2 separate regions of the Mus musculus genome follow, and region 2 is linked to region 1. A link is a contact called in public promoter capture Hi-C data. All regions are on one chromosome and are shown on one strand. The core of a region is the stretch at or near the end of the contact, and the rest is flanking DNA. Distances in the headings are between cores, read along the strand shown. Region 1 overlaps Ebf1 (early B cell factor 1). Region 2 overlaps Ebf1 (early B cell factor 1).

The links. Capture Hi-C pulls out chosen DNA fragments and counts their contacts.
Region 2: a promoter capture Hi-C map of adipose tissue shows a contact between it and region 1. The contact joins two enhancer-like sites. A contact is called at or near these places in 1 of 39 promoter capture datasets (the 3T3-L1 cell line), 1 of 484 Hi-C or Micro-C datasets (nephron progenitors), 4 of 115 datasets of contacts at active chromatin or transcription factors (embryonic basal ganglia, embryonic hindbrain, embryonic midbrain and 1 more) and 1 of 9 other capture datasets (adipose tissue).

The regions. Positions count from the first base shown.
Region 1 is chr11:44,909,564-44,915,818 of GRCm38.p6, forward strand. All of the region lies in intron 9 of Ebf1 (early B cell factor 1), which reads left to right. Among named protein-coding and RNA genes, the nearest start is that of Gm51859, 180 kb to the right of the region's middle. Within about 2 kb of position 2,453, at least 12 of the 459 cell types and tissues checked have an H3K27ac peak or open chromatin away from gene starts, as enhancers often do. A contact at or near this core is called in adipose tissue, where this site is marked.
Region 2 is chr11:44,655,337-44,661,591 of GRCm38.p6, forward strand. All of the region lies in intron 6 of Ebf1 (early B cell factor 1), which reads left to right. Among named protein-coding and RNA genes, the nearest start is that of Ebf1, 40 kb to the left of the region's middle. Within about 2 kb of position 2,710, at least 22 of the 459 cell types and tissues checked have an H3K27ac peak or open chromatin away from gene starts, as enhancers often do. A contact at or near this core is called in adipose tissue, where this site is marked.

The sequences.
Region 1 (6,255 bases), core at 1,203-3,702:
TTTATTTTGTTGCCTGCTGGTGTCCTCAGCCTTATGGGAACAGTGGCCCTGTACAAGATCAGGCTTTTCTAGGTTTTGAGAGCCACACCTTCAATATTTCCATCACTTTTTTTTATGGTTTATCAAGAAAGATAGGAATGGGAAAGAATAAACTCAAGGTGCTTCCTTGATGTGTGTGTCATGAAAATCAAACAAGGACTGGGGTAGGAATCAGAACGGGCATCAAGTGTCATGGGCTTGACAAAAGGCAGTTGATTCAAGGCATCCTGAAGATGCCCAAGGAGACTCTCTCTACCTTAGGTTAGCATCTAATCTAGGCTAAGCAGATTGCTTCAAAAGATCTGTCTCCACATAATGAACTTAATAGAACACATGAAAAGGAGCATCCACAGAAGCAGAGCATCTATTCTCTTCCCTCCCTTGATCCCTACTGCCACTGCCAAGTGGGTACCTGAGTCCTGCTTCACATTGCTCAGGCAAGGTGGCCTACAGGAAGACAGCATCAGGGCATCTGCTGGTTCTTTGCTCTTCTCCTTTGAAGTATCCTTGGGAGCTATGTCTTAAGTTAGGAGTTCTGTCTTGGTAAAAACTCATATTGCACTCTCTAGGAGAACTTAGCAGATATCCTTGTAGAATTAACAAGTTCACATAGCCAGATAGTGCAAGGCATCAGATCTGATCCATACAGTGTAATCTTTAAGGAGTAGATGTTCTGTTACCAAGAACAAATGCAATCTAGGTGAGGGAACAATCAAAGAGAGTGGACATGCAAGGGGAAAAGGTACAGAATAAGCCAAAGCAGAGAGTCGTAGTGAGAGCCAGGGTAGAGGTGATGATGACAGATAATCATAAAATTTAAACAAAAGATAATGAAGCAAACATGAAATCATGTGGCCATCTTTTGGTTTTGATGGGGCAAAATAACTCATCAGTCAAGTTCAAAGCCATTTTGTCAGGGCTTGGTTTGGATAGGATCAGAGCTCAATAGTGTAAGATCTATGAAAAGAGCTCTAGGAAAATGCACTTTAAGTAGCTGGCATTCTTTGAGCCCCTACTTCCAGCCAGGCAGCATGTCAGGTGTTTGTGATGGCTGTCATGCAAGCCTGGGGATGGCTGTTCTCTTTCAGGGACAGGAGCTGGAGCTTAGGGAACAGCTAGTAAGTTGGCCTGCTACTAAGTTTTTCAGTGCTAAGGAAGGGAATTCTCAGGTTCACACAGAAACTCTCAGGTTTACTTGTGGAGGTCAACCTCACAACGATTTTTGCTTTAACCTGGACCATGGTCCTCATCTGAAGATCTTATCTTCCAAGAGTTGTGTCCCCCCCACCCCTTGCCAGCACTGCTTTGTGTTGAGGGTGTCCCTATCAGTACTGTAACCTTTGCCAGTCTTATAGAAGTGACATGTACACTCAAAGATGTAAGAGGGAGATTCTTTGCTTTCTAGATGTGTGTGCTCTGTTTGGAGTCATTAACTTCTATGGAGAATTTATCCTTTTCAAAGCAAAGACCCATGCTGTAGCCAAGGAGTAAGACAACTAACCAGCTTTGGCTTCTTCCCTTGAAATGGGTCCCTGCTTATCCAATGTCTTAATTCCTAACCATATGATTGATGGGCATGCTATCCGTAAAATCCAGTTCATATCATCTGAAGTAGATTTTTTAAAAAATCTTTTTCTCCATTTCCCTGGCTCAATAGCCTGGATGGAGAACCGAGGCAGGTGAGCCAGGACAAGCAGATAGTGATGTAGATTAGCAGTTGATGCTATTATGCACAGTCTTTTTTTAGCTGAAGAATTTAAAAAAAAAGAAGGAAGGAAAGAAAGAAAGAGGCAGAGAAAATAGGACCAGAGTAATTTACCCTCACAGTACTCTCCCCCCCAACCACATCATCTTTTGCAAATGAGTAGTTTAGCTTGGCTCCCTGCTGTCCCTTGAGGGTTGGGAGAGAGAGAGAGAGAGAGAGAGAGAGAGGTGGCACTCTGTGGGTGCCTCCCGTGTGCCACACAGGACTCTCCTGATTACATTTTCCATCCTTTTGTTCTTTTCTTTTTTATTGTTTCTTGCCCTTTTCCCTGTCCTCCCTTTCACGCGATTATTTTACTGGTATTCTTAAGATCTTCTTCCCTACTCCCAATTACTTAGAAGAAAATGCATTGTAGTGTTTTATGTCTAAATTGAGGAAAACCACCAGGGTTGATGAGAGCTAATGTTGAATATGGGGGTGAGTCTTTTTTTTTAACTTGACCAGAAATGGGCTTGATGCTTTTACTTTACCACTCACAGGGCTGTGGAGCAGGGAGGGGCCTGTGCTACTGTTCTCTACAGATCACCATCTTTTCAGTATCTCTTCTGAATTCCTTCAATTCTGAAACAATGAGTAGCAGTTGGCTTGCCTGCCGGTTGTCTTAACACTGGGAGAGGTACCACAGGCAATTAAAGTCAGGCTTTGTGGGATCTGGTGTTTTACTTGGAAAGACAACTTGCTCCCATGAAACAAATTAGAGAGTTGCATAACATTTATATAATCTAGTATTAAATTTGTGGCTTACAATTCATGGCAAGGTTCTAGAAGACAGAGGGGACAGAGGCATAAGAAGGAGATGGTTCGAAAACTAATCAAGTCCCAGTTATATTTGGATGGTTCTGTGGTGGATATTTTAGGCTGTCACGATCCTTTTATTCAATCACAGAAATAACAAGGAGGAGGCACTCTAAGGTACTTAATTGGCCTATTTTGTTTGTTTGTTTTGTTTTGAGTGTAACCTTAGGATTGGTGGGCAGTGGTGAGGGTGGGGGTTGGGAGTTGGGGTGGGGCATACTATATTCCAAGCAATAGTGTAGATTTATAGGGGTTAATCTTGGGCAAAAAGAGTCAAAACTGGGCAGTAACTCTTGTCTTATTGCTTAGAAAACAGGGATTTATTCAGTGTTGGTGACTGGGCTTCAGTTTCCCCATTGGGAAAGGAAGATTCTACACTGCATCTTTTTAAAAGCCAGTTGTAGCACGATTCCTTTTCTCTTGAGCATTCTCCCCAGAACAACGCCACTAGAGCCAAAAGTGGACAGAGTCACAGGCAGGAGAAACTTTTCTCTTCTCTTCTCTTCTCTTCTCTTCTCTTCTCTTCTCTTCTCTTCTCTTCTCTTCTCTTCTCTTCTCTTCTCTTCTCTTCTCTTCTCTTCTCTTCTCTTCTCTCCTCTCCTCTCCTCTCCTCTCCTCTCCTCTCCTCTCCTCTCCTCTTCTCTTCTTTTCTTTTCTTCCCTTCCAACCACACCCAGCAGTACACATACGCCATGCCCATTTGCAAACTAATTCTTAGAACATCATAGAAACAGTTTAATTAGCTCCAACATTGAATCTTCCTATTGATGCATATCCAGTTAGTTCCTTCTCTCTCTCTCTCTCTCTCTCTCTCTCTCTCTCTCTCTCTCTCTCTCTCTCCTCAGTCTCTAGTATTTGCACCAAACAAGAAGTATATACCAAGGTATCTTCCAAAATCTTCCAGGTAGCTACCTGGAATGCCAGCTTCTACAGATATTAATAGATGCCCCATGCCAGATGAGAGAATGAAACTCTTTTGACCCCATTAACATTAGTCAATATTAAGTGAAGCATTCAACTTATCCGTGGATAACTGTTGAGACCCCATCAAACCCGGAGTCCTTAGTATGTCAACAGGTCTCAAGCTTCTGTAACTACAGAGCCATTCTCCTTAGTGATCACCTTACAGGAGAGATATTATCTATGGGTGACATGCATTTTGATTTTATGATAATGAAGTCAAGTTAGGAAATTCAATGGTGAGAGTGATGAGGGATGGAGAGACGTGAGAAAAATCGCCTGAAATATTTGCAGAGTATTATCCAGATTAGACCTGGAATGCTCTGGGCCATAGTTCTTTAATGCTACAAGGCTTTGAACAGACTTTCTCTCATACGCTGCATCTGGTTTTAGTCAGTGTGCACTTGGTGTTAGACGCCATGTGATTTTGTAGGACAGCTCTACTTAAAGATTGGTGATACCCTCGGCTCAGAATGGAGAAGCCAACACTCCAGAGCTATATGAACCAATTAGCCTCACACATGGGGTACATGCTCTTCTCGTCAGCCAGAGCAAGGGTATTGTTTGAACCTAGTCCCTGGAGATGAAGTCAGAGGAGGCTGCCAGTGGGGAGAGGGGGACTTTGGGTGGATGGAGTTAGGTAAATGTCAGTTTGCAGGGTCTGGGAAGCAATTCTGCAACTTGAAACCCCAACCTGGAAATGGAGGGTTTAATAGCACTGTAATGCTTTTTATCTGTCCGCACTGTCTGCTCTCCTCTACATGCAAAGCAGAGAGGAATGGCTATCATGAAAACAGAGTTTGCTTCCTGATGACGGATATTCAGGAACGGATGGCAATGACACATGTATATAATCTGCTGCAAGTTTCCCAGGACACTTTGTCCAGCCTTGAATTTTACTGGACTTCATGGAGAGTTACAAAGCCTTCAGGAATGTGTCTCAGGCACAAAGTACAGCCTTCTTACTTTGAGAGGAAGAGAAGTCTCCAGAGTAGAAATAGGACTTGTCTCGGGAGCGTGTGAGCATCTCCATGCTGAGGTTACAGATCTCACAATTTCCCCCACAGTCTGAATTCTTTCTCTTCTTTCTTTCTCTCTCTCTCTCTCTCTCTCTCTCTCTCTCTCTCTCTCTCTCTCTCTCTCTCTCTCCCTCCCTCCCTCCCTCCCTCCCTCCCTCCCTCCCTCCCTCCCTTCCTCTCTCTCTCTCTCTCTCTCTCTCTCTCTCTCTCTCTCTCTCTCTCTCTCTCTCTCTCTCTCTCTTTCTTTCTTTCTCTTTTTGCTTCTAGAACTGTATTTCTTTAGCATTTACCCATGGGACACTCAGAAGATGCTGGACAAACATTTTAGGTATGTCCACCTCCATCTCCCCATTCCTGTTCTTTCTATATCCCCCAACATGTTCTTCCCAGCTTCATGGCTGTTTTATCAATACCCTACTAAGTTTAGTTAGAGCTCCCCATAAGCATATGGCTCTGGGGCCATCCTCTGGAGCATGCAAACCCTATTGGAGGCTAAAATCTCAATAAAGAATAATTCTTCTCCCCCCCCCCCCCCGGCTCACTGCTAAGAACTCCTCAGGACTTTGAAGAACAACTTTCAAGCTTAAGTAATTTTATGGGGAATTATTTCTAAATGAGCTAGCATATTAAAAAAAAGATAGAAATGGTCTAATGACTATTTTAATATAGTTACACGGTTATATCCATGCTCACTTTATTCTTAAAAGTGCTTTAGTCTATATTTTTATCCTTAATGACCAAGTCACTTGCCATTTCCCCCTCTCTATTGATAATTATGTGATACTGAAAGACAAAGACTTTAAGCTGACATTTTCAACGAGTTCATGATGTGTTCGGGAAGAGTGTGTGTACGCACCCATTACTTCCAACCGGAAACCACAGGAACATGATGCGCCTAAGCAAAGAGGACCCACACCTGGCTACAGCCGTGCAGCACCTAGGAAGGGAAAGAAAGAGCTCTCTGTGGGACACTGTTGCTTTCCTGGACAGTTAGTGCTGGGGTTTCTGGAACATCCCTCCACTCTGAACTGTGACTTCCTCCTTCTATCACACTCGCCAGGTTCCTCTCCCTTCGTCTTTACTCTGGGGTTCATGCAGACCACCCTGTGGTGCCTTCTTTTTCACATCTTCACCCGTGGTCTACCTGAGCTTCCCTCCTAGTCTGTTGAGTGATTGTTCACCACAGCTTGTGTGCCTCTGGGTTCTGAAAGCAGTGCTTAGTCTCCTCGGATAGTTTCTCTTATGGCCGACTTCATCCACTTCTCTCTGCCTTGTACCCACCTCACTTTAATTCAGAGTTGATAGCGTGCGATTTAACATAATTGGCAGCCGTTGAATTTTCCTAAATTTGTGCTTCAAAGTCTATATTGATTTAATGTATTAACTACCTATTATATGGAAGAGACACGATACAGAATTATGCGTTTTATTTTTGTGAATCAGTTACATTAAACTTGGAGAACAGTTTTCAAGCCCTAGTAATTTTATGGGGAATCATTTCTAAATGAGCTAGTGTCTTTTTTTTTAAGATAGAAATAGTTTAAGAGTTGAAGTGAAGGATCTTCCCTCTCCCTTGAAGGTGATGTCCTTGTAAAATTCCCCTCATGGCGCCTCACACAAAGCCCTGAGTATCAGCAGTGTTATGTTTGGTGAATGTCATTAACTAATTCACTCATT
Region 2 (6,255 bases), core at 1,460-3,959, 250 kb before region 1:
TGGCTTCCTGGGCCTCCCCAGGAAGTAGCAGAGTAGAGGGAGACATGAGCTGCTTCAGTGAGCTCCCCTTGGGGTGGATGTCCCCTCTCTTCTCTCACAAGGGCTAGTCCTATAAAGACTATAATGGACTGTTCTGCTCCTTACCTCCTTCCACCCCTTCACTTTTTTTACTTTAATTTATTTTATTCTTGGAAGTTCCAGGAATGACTTTAATTATCTCCACAATCAAATTCTCATTGCTGCCTCTGTGCAAGTGTGTAGCCATAGATCGCTGGGATTATTTTCTTTAGCACTTGGGGATAGAGAAGCCGGTTGTTTCCAAATGAGAAACAGCTGGCCCTACAGAGCACTCATTTAGCGGGGAGCCATTCTGTATACAAAGCCTTCGCTCAGGTCAGTAGTTACGGGCAAACCCCAAAGTAACAGTGTTTGGTTTATCACTCTTTAGTAACTGTCCAGTGGGAAGTGAATAATAATGATATTAATAATTATAATATATTATTATATAACAATAATAATAATAATAGCAACCAGCACACCCAACGTATTTAATTCTCTCTGCTTACTACATAGGTTTGTAAAACACATCATTGTAACTTCTTCCTATAGTCATAAACCTAGTTTTCTAGTGTGTTTTGGTGAGGAGCCAAGGTGTGTTAGTGTGTGCAGATGTGTGTGTGTGTGTGTGTGTGTGTGTGTGTGTGTGTGTGTGTGATCTCTCTAAATCTAAAAGAAAGTCAAATGAAGCACATCTTTCAATATAATCTTTTTTCTAACAAGCAGAGTAGACAGATGAAAGGCAGATAGCCACATTGTTGGTCCCATTAAGAAGCCCTATTGGAGGGCAGTGATAACTGCTATTATTTAGCATTTCTTCTGCCAGCTTGTGAAAGAAGGATGGAGCTGATAGACCACACATAGTCCTCTGTCTTTCTAGTTTGTAGAAACTGCTTCATGGTCATACTCTGTCCATCTCTAGCAAACTAGATTTGATTTGAAATAAGGAAAGTACTCTCGACAGTTTTACCTGCGACTTTTGAAGCCTGTGGAGGAGGAGGGAAGCTCCCATCGTTTAGGACCATGGGAGCCACTCGGTTATAAAAATAATTTGTTTGAGAGCCCAGCTTGCAGTTTTATAAGAAAAATGAGTTTATTTTGGTGGTGGTGGTGGGGGGAGAGTGTAGTATCTATTAGGTCAGAATGAAGATTTTAAATGAAGCATATTCACACAGTTCAAATTCAGCTTAGCTAAATTTTAATCTCACAAATGTAAGAGATAAGTTTGCATTACTAATAAAAAATTTGTGCCTTAAAAACATGGGATGCTTTTTTATATACTAATATCAACAAAATAAAATAATATGAAGGCAGGGGAAAAGACCTAGAATGTATTCCCATAAGGAGTTTGATCAATATACTGAGGATCTGGTCTATGCACTTCTAATTATTTTTATTCTTAGGATTTCCATATTGAAACATGATTTGGGTAAAATCTTACCTAATGAGGGTTTTTTGTTTGTTTGTTTGTTTAACCAATGACTTTAGATCAAATTAAATTCTATTATATATTTCCCATGTCTGTCTTTTGAAAAAAAATTATGTGGGTTTTTTTTTAATATATAAAAAACCAAATAACTGTTATATTTCCAGTCAGTCAAATTTGAACTGAATTTTACTTCCTGTTTCAAAGGTCAAGGCAGGCTGACCTCAACAGCAGTGTGGAGGCTGCTGAATTATTCATGTCATTGACTTTGTGTCAGCTTCCACATTTGTGGGGAAGGATGTTTTATTCATTTATCTCATTTAGAGTTCTTCTCTGCACCTGTTTCTACCATTAAGTACCCTGTAATTTGCATTTGATGCTAATTTAGTTTCATATCAGCCTGGTCCCCCCTTGTTAATTTAATTTTCTAAGACCCTTTTCATTACAGTAGAACTGTTTTTCCTCTTTAAAGCAAACATCTATACAAGTAATTGTATAAACTGCCTTTTAAATAATATCTTTTAGAAGATTCCATCGTCTAATTCCTTAATTTCTATAATTAGCCATGGTTTGATTAATGTTTCAAAGGGTTAAATTAAAATACAGAATTACTTAAATGCATACTTGAATAATTTCTTATAGACTGCAGGGTGAGTAGCATTGTGGAAGTCTGGATAATTCTCAGAACTGTGTCCCTTAGAAGCGGTAATTTTCTTTCTGTGGAACGCTGTTTAGTTTCTGAAGGGCAGGGCCTTTCAAATTGCTGCACTCCCAACATTAATTGTGAAATGTTAGCTTTTTTCTTTCATCAGACTTCTGATAGATGGTGGCTCAAAGTGTCTCTGCAACATTAGTAATGATATCCCCCAAACAACAAGGGCAGAATTAGGTCCAATTCCTTGAACTATTTTAGAAGCTCAGGCTAATGAATTTCTCTGTTCCATTACAGACTTCTCTCTCATCTTAAATCCTCATTTCTGTCTGCTGCTTGGAGTTAGTTTGCTTGGGAATCTGTCAGCTTCTCAGAAGGGGTTTCAGCTAGCTCTCTGTTATTTATATCTATATGGGCACCACTGGTCTACAGTTACCACTTGGAAATCATGGAAACTAGGAATGTGTTCTCTGAAGGGGGCCTGACAGAAATGGCTGCGACCCTGATGAGCGAGGCCACATCCCCAGAATGTCTGTCAAGGGACTGGCTGTCCTAAGAACAACTGACTTACTCACATACTCTGGCTACGGAGACCCTCACACTGGGAAAGGCCTCTCCCTCACTCTGTTCCCTGTTTGGAGGGTGCTTGACACAAGCGTGTCAGTATTCCCTGAGTTCTCTCCAGGGCGAGGAGTGTTGAATGAAGTATGAATCAAGGTCTAAAGAGTGTGGAAATCACCCACGAGGAAAATTCTAGCCACAGCCAAAGATTAAGAAATCAGCCCAAGATCTGTGTGACCCCTTTCTCCACTTTGGCTGGCTTGATCTGGACTGTTTTTTGTATTCTCTGGGGGATTCCAAGGGTGCCACTGCAGTGGGCTTCTAGAAAGATCTTTTTGAGGCCTGTGGAAAGCAGAATATGAAGAGGCCGTTTTTTTTGTTTTTTGTTTTTTTTTCCTCTGTTATAAAGGCCTCCTGGGGACTGCCTTATACATCACTGTCATTGTGGTAAAGAGAAACTTCTAGATTCTCTAGCTGGAAGCTTCATTTATATTGTTTCTAAGCAAGACTGAGGGTAAATTGGAAGATTCTTGGAGCTTCTTTGAGTTTGGAGTTTTTCTCCTATACTCTCTACCGCAGAGAACCTTTTACATTTTATATCTTTTTTTTTCTTCTGCAGATGGACTTAAAACAGTAATGGGGAATAATAGAAAAGAAATACAGGTCTCCGGTCATTTTCAAAATATTTGCTTACGGACAAACCCTACATCCCTGATATAGACTATTAAAAAAAAAGTTAGAGAAAAACCTGTTTGCATATCTAGAAAAGTCTCTCTGAGGTTTAATTAAACAGCCAGGTTTTTAAAAAAAAAAAATAACCAACATTGGTCTGACTTTTGAGAATGCAGGAAAGGTTTTCTCTGCCAATTCTGGTGGATACAGAGACGTCTATAGCTAGACTCACATATCTTTAGCTGAGGACCACTGATCTTTACACAGACAGAATAACAGGAATGGGAAACACTTCAGCCACACCACTCAGCCACACAGCCCTTAAAAAAAAACCACTCAGCCACACAGCCCTTAAAAAAAACCACTCAGCCACACAGCCCTTAAAAAAAAAAACTACTCAGCCACACAGCCCTTAAAGGAATAAGACAGAGTGTTGGGGATTCACCATTGTTTGTTTGCTTGATTGTTTGAACGAGCAGAGCTCTTTAAGCCTTATCACTTTAGTTTCTACAACATCAGGGTTTTTTGGGTGTTCTTGCTGTTTTGTGTACCTAAAATTTGGATGGAGAACGTAAATTTAGGGCAAACAGATCTAAAATGCTTTTCAAATGAAAGAGAATGAAGCCAGGTTTCCATCTAGACTGACTCTCAGAGAATTTGGTCGAGTCCCTTCATTTTTAAAGATGGAAAAGCTGAGGTCAAGAGAAATACAGCAATATTGCCCAAAGCCGTCAGTAGCCCTAAAACCAGGATCATAAGCCAAGTCCCTGGCTCAGTTTCCATCGACTTTTCTGCTACTCTCTGGATTGTCTGGGTCTCACACTGCTATCCGTTTCACCGTCTGTGATATTAACCTCAGGGAAGGGTGCAACTTACACTTTCTGGCTCTGGGTGCTAGGAAGGCTCTGAGCTCCACGTCTCCAACAAGGCATTCAACACTAGTTAAGTTGTTTGTAAGAAGATATGACAGTCCCTGGGAGGAGGAACCCCTACAGTGTCCCATCCTAAAATTGTCTTAACCCTTAAAAGTTCACACACCTCACATGACTGAAACTACGCTGTTCATACTATGTCAGAACACTGTAAAAAAATGACATTTTTCTTTCTTTTGTCAGAGCTATTTCATCAATAGTCATTTTGCAGTAGGAATTTTATAAAGAGTCTTCCAATTTCAGACATCTCCCCTTCAGCAGTTGTCTCTGGCTGTTATCTTTTTCTGGAAGGTACTGACTTACATAAATATTGAACTTGGTAATTTTCAGAGTATATCCTTCAGTTTTAAAATTACCTTATAGTTAAGCCTAAATGAACTTAATAAATGGTCCTTTCCAAAAATAACACTAAAGGAAATGAGGTATTGTTGCAGAATATAGTTCTGAAAAAAAGAAAAAAGAAAAAGGAAAAAGAAAAAAAAATCATACAGAAAAGAAAGAGATGGGGCACTGTTGTTTCACATACACCAAAGCCCTTTGGTATATGGCTTTGTCCAAGTCTGCAGCTTGTCTCACACTTTTGAATGACCAAGAGAAGGACAGAAGTCATGGGGAAGATACAGGGAGAAATTTCTAACCCTTGGCATCATTTTAATTGGAACCACAGGGAGATAATTCCAAAAGTCAAAGAACAGTGAGCTTGCAACCTGGGGATAGGGTAACTACCTCTCAGAGGAAGGAGGAAGAAGTGGCCATTTCAGCCCATATATGATGAACCTAGGAGGCCTGCCTAAAATGCCTCGCCTGACTTGGGAAACTCAGTTTTACATCTTGCTTCAGAGATGCAATTAAATTGTGGTCAAGAATTACATCTTCCTGCTGACCTCCATCCACTGTCTGGCCATTTTTGGACCAACGACTTAAATCTTAACAGGTCTGATTATATCTTTGTGTATCTTCTTTGTTTTTTTCTTTTAAGAAATCATCACAAATAAACCAAATTCCCTTGTGCTTCCAAATACTTTAATGTCTGAAAGCAGATAGAATGGATGTGTTAAACTTACAAAAATGGCTTCCTAGTGGAATGCGCTCTGAATTGAGAGCTGTTGCTTGCATTTAGACATGGCAGAGATGCTACCAGTTGAGGCACTGGACCCCAGATAGGAGAAATAGAGTAGCAGGGTGTGTGTATTCACCAAGTGTTCTTGTGGCATCCACTCTATACAGGATATTGGAGCCAAGCACTTGTGTTGAGGACTCCTTCATAGACACTTTGCGTACTTCCAAGCGGCTGACGTATGAGGGAAATGCCATTTGGTGTACAGTTGTGTCTTTCAGATCACTATTGAATCCATCCATCCTGCTTCTACTTGTCACATCTCCCCTGCCTGGGTACCGTCCTTGTATCATGTTAGATCCAAAGTGACTCAATTACTTAACCAGATTCAGTGTGGGTTAATCTCCCAGGATATTCATTTTTAATCATTGCCAGTGTTTACTTCCAATTATGAGCCAGATTTAGGTATTGCCATCTCTTACGGTCCAAGCAAGCACACTTGGGTACCATCACGGACCTGACACATGCGGTTGCTCACGCTGAACCTGGGTTTTTTGTTTGTTTGTTTGTTTTTTATACTGAAGCTGAGAAGTGACTGGGTGTAGAATTTTGAGGCAGAGCACAGAGAAGCTGGTGCTCAGGACTGCCTCCGTGTTACTTAGGAATGTGGGCCTCTTAGCAAGGCTTTCTCCTCTGGGCTTCTGTTTTCTTATTTATAAAATGAGATTTCTGGACACTTCAGATCTTTAAGGTTCCCCTTTTCATAATTATTTTCTTCCCGTGTGTTCCTGTAAATATAATCTTGTATCTAGCATTGGAGTATAGCCTATTGTTAGACTTGTGTGAGTCTTGTGTGAAGGCATCAAGTAAAGACTAACTTCACAGTCAAGACTGAACA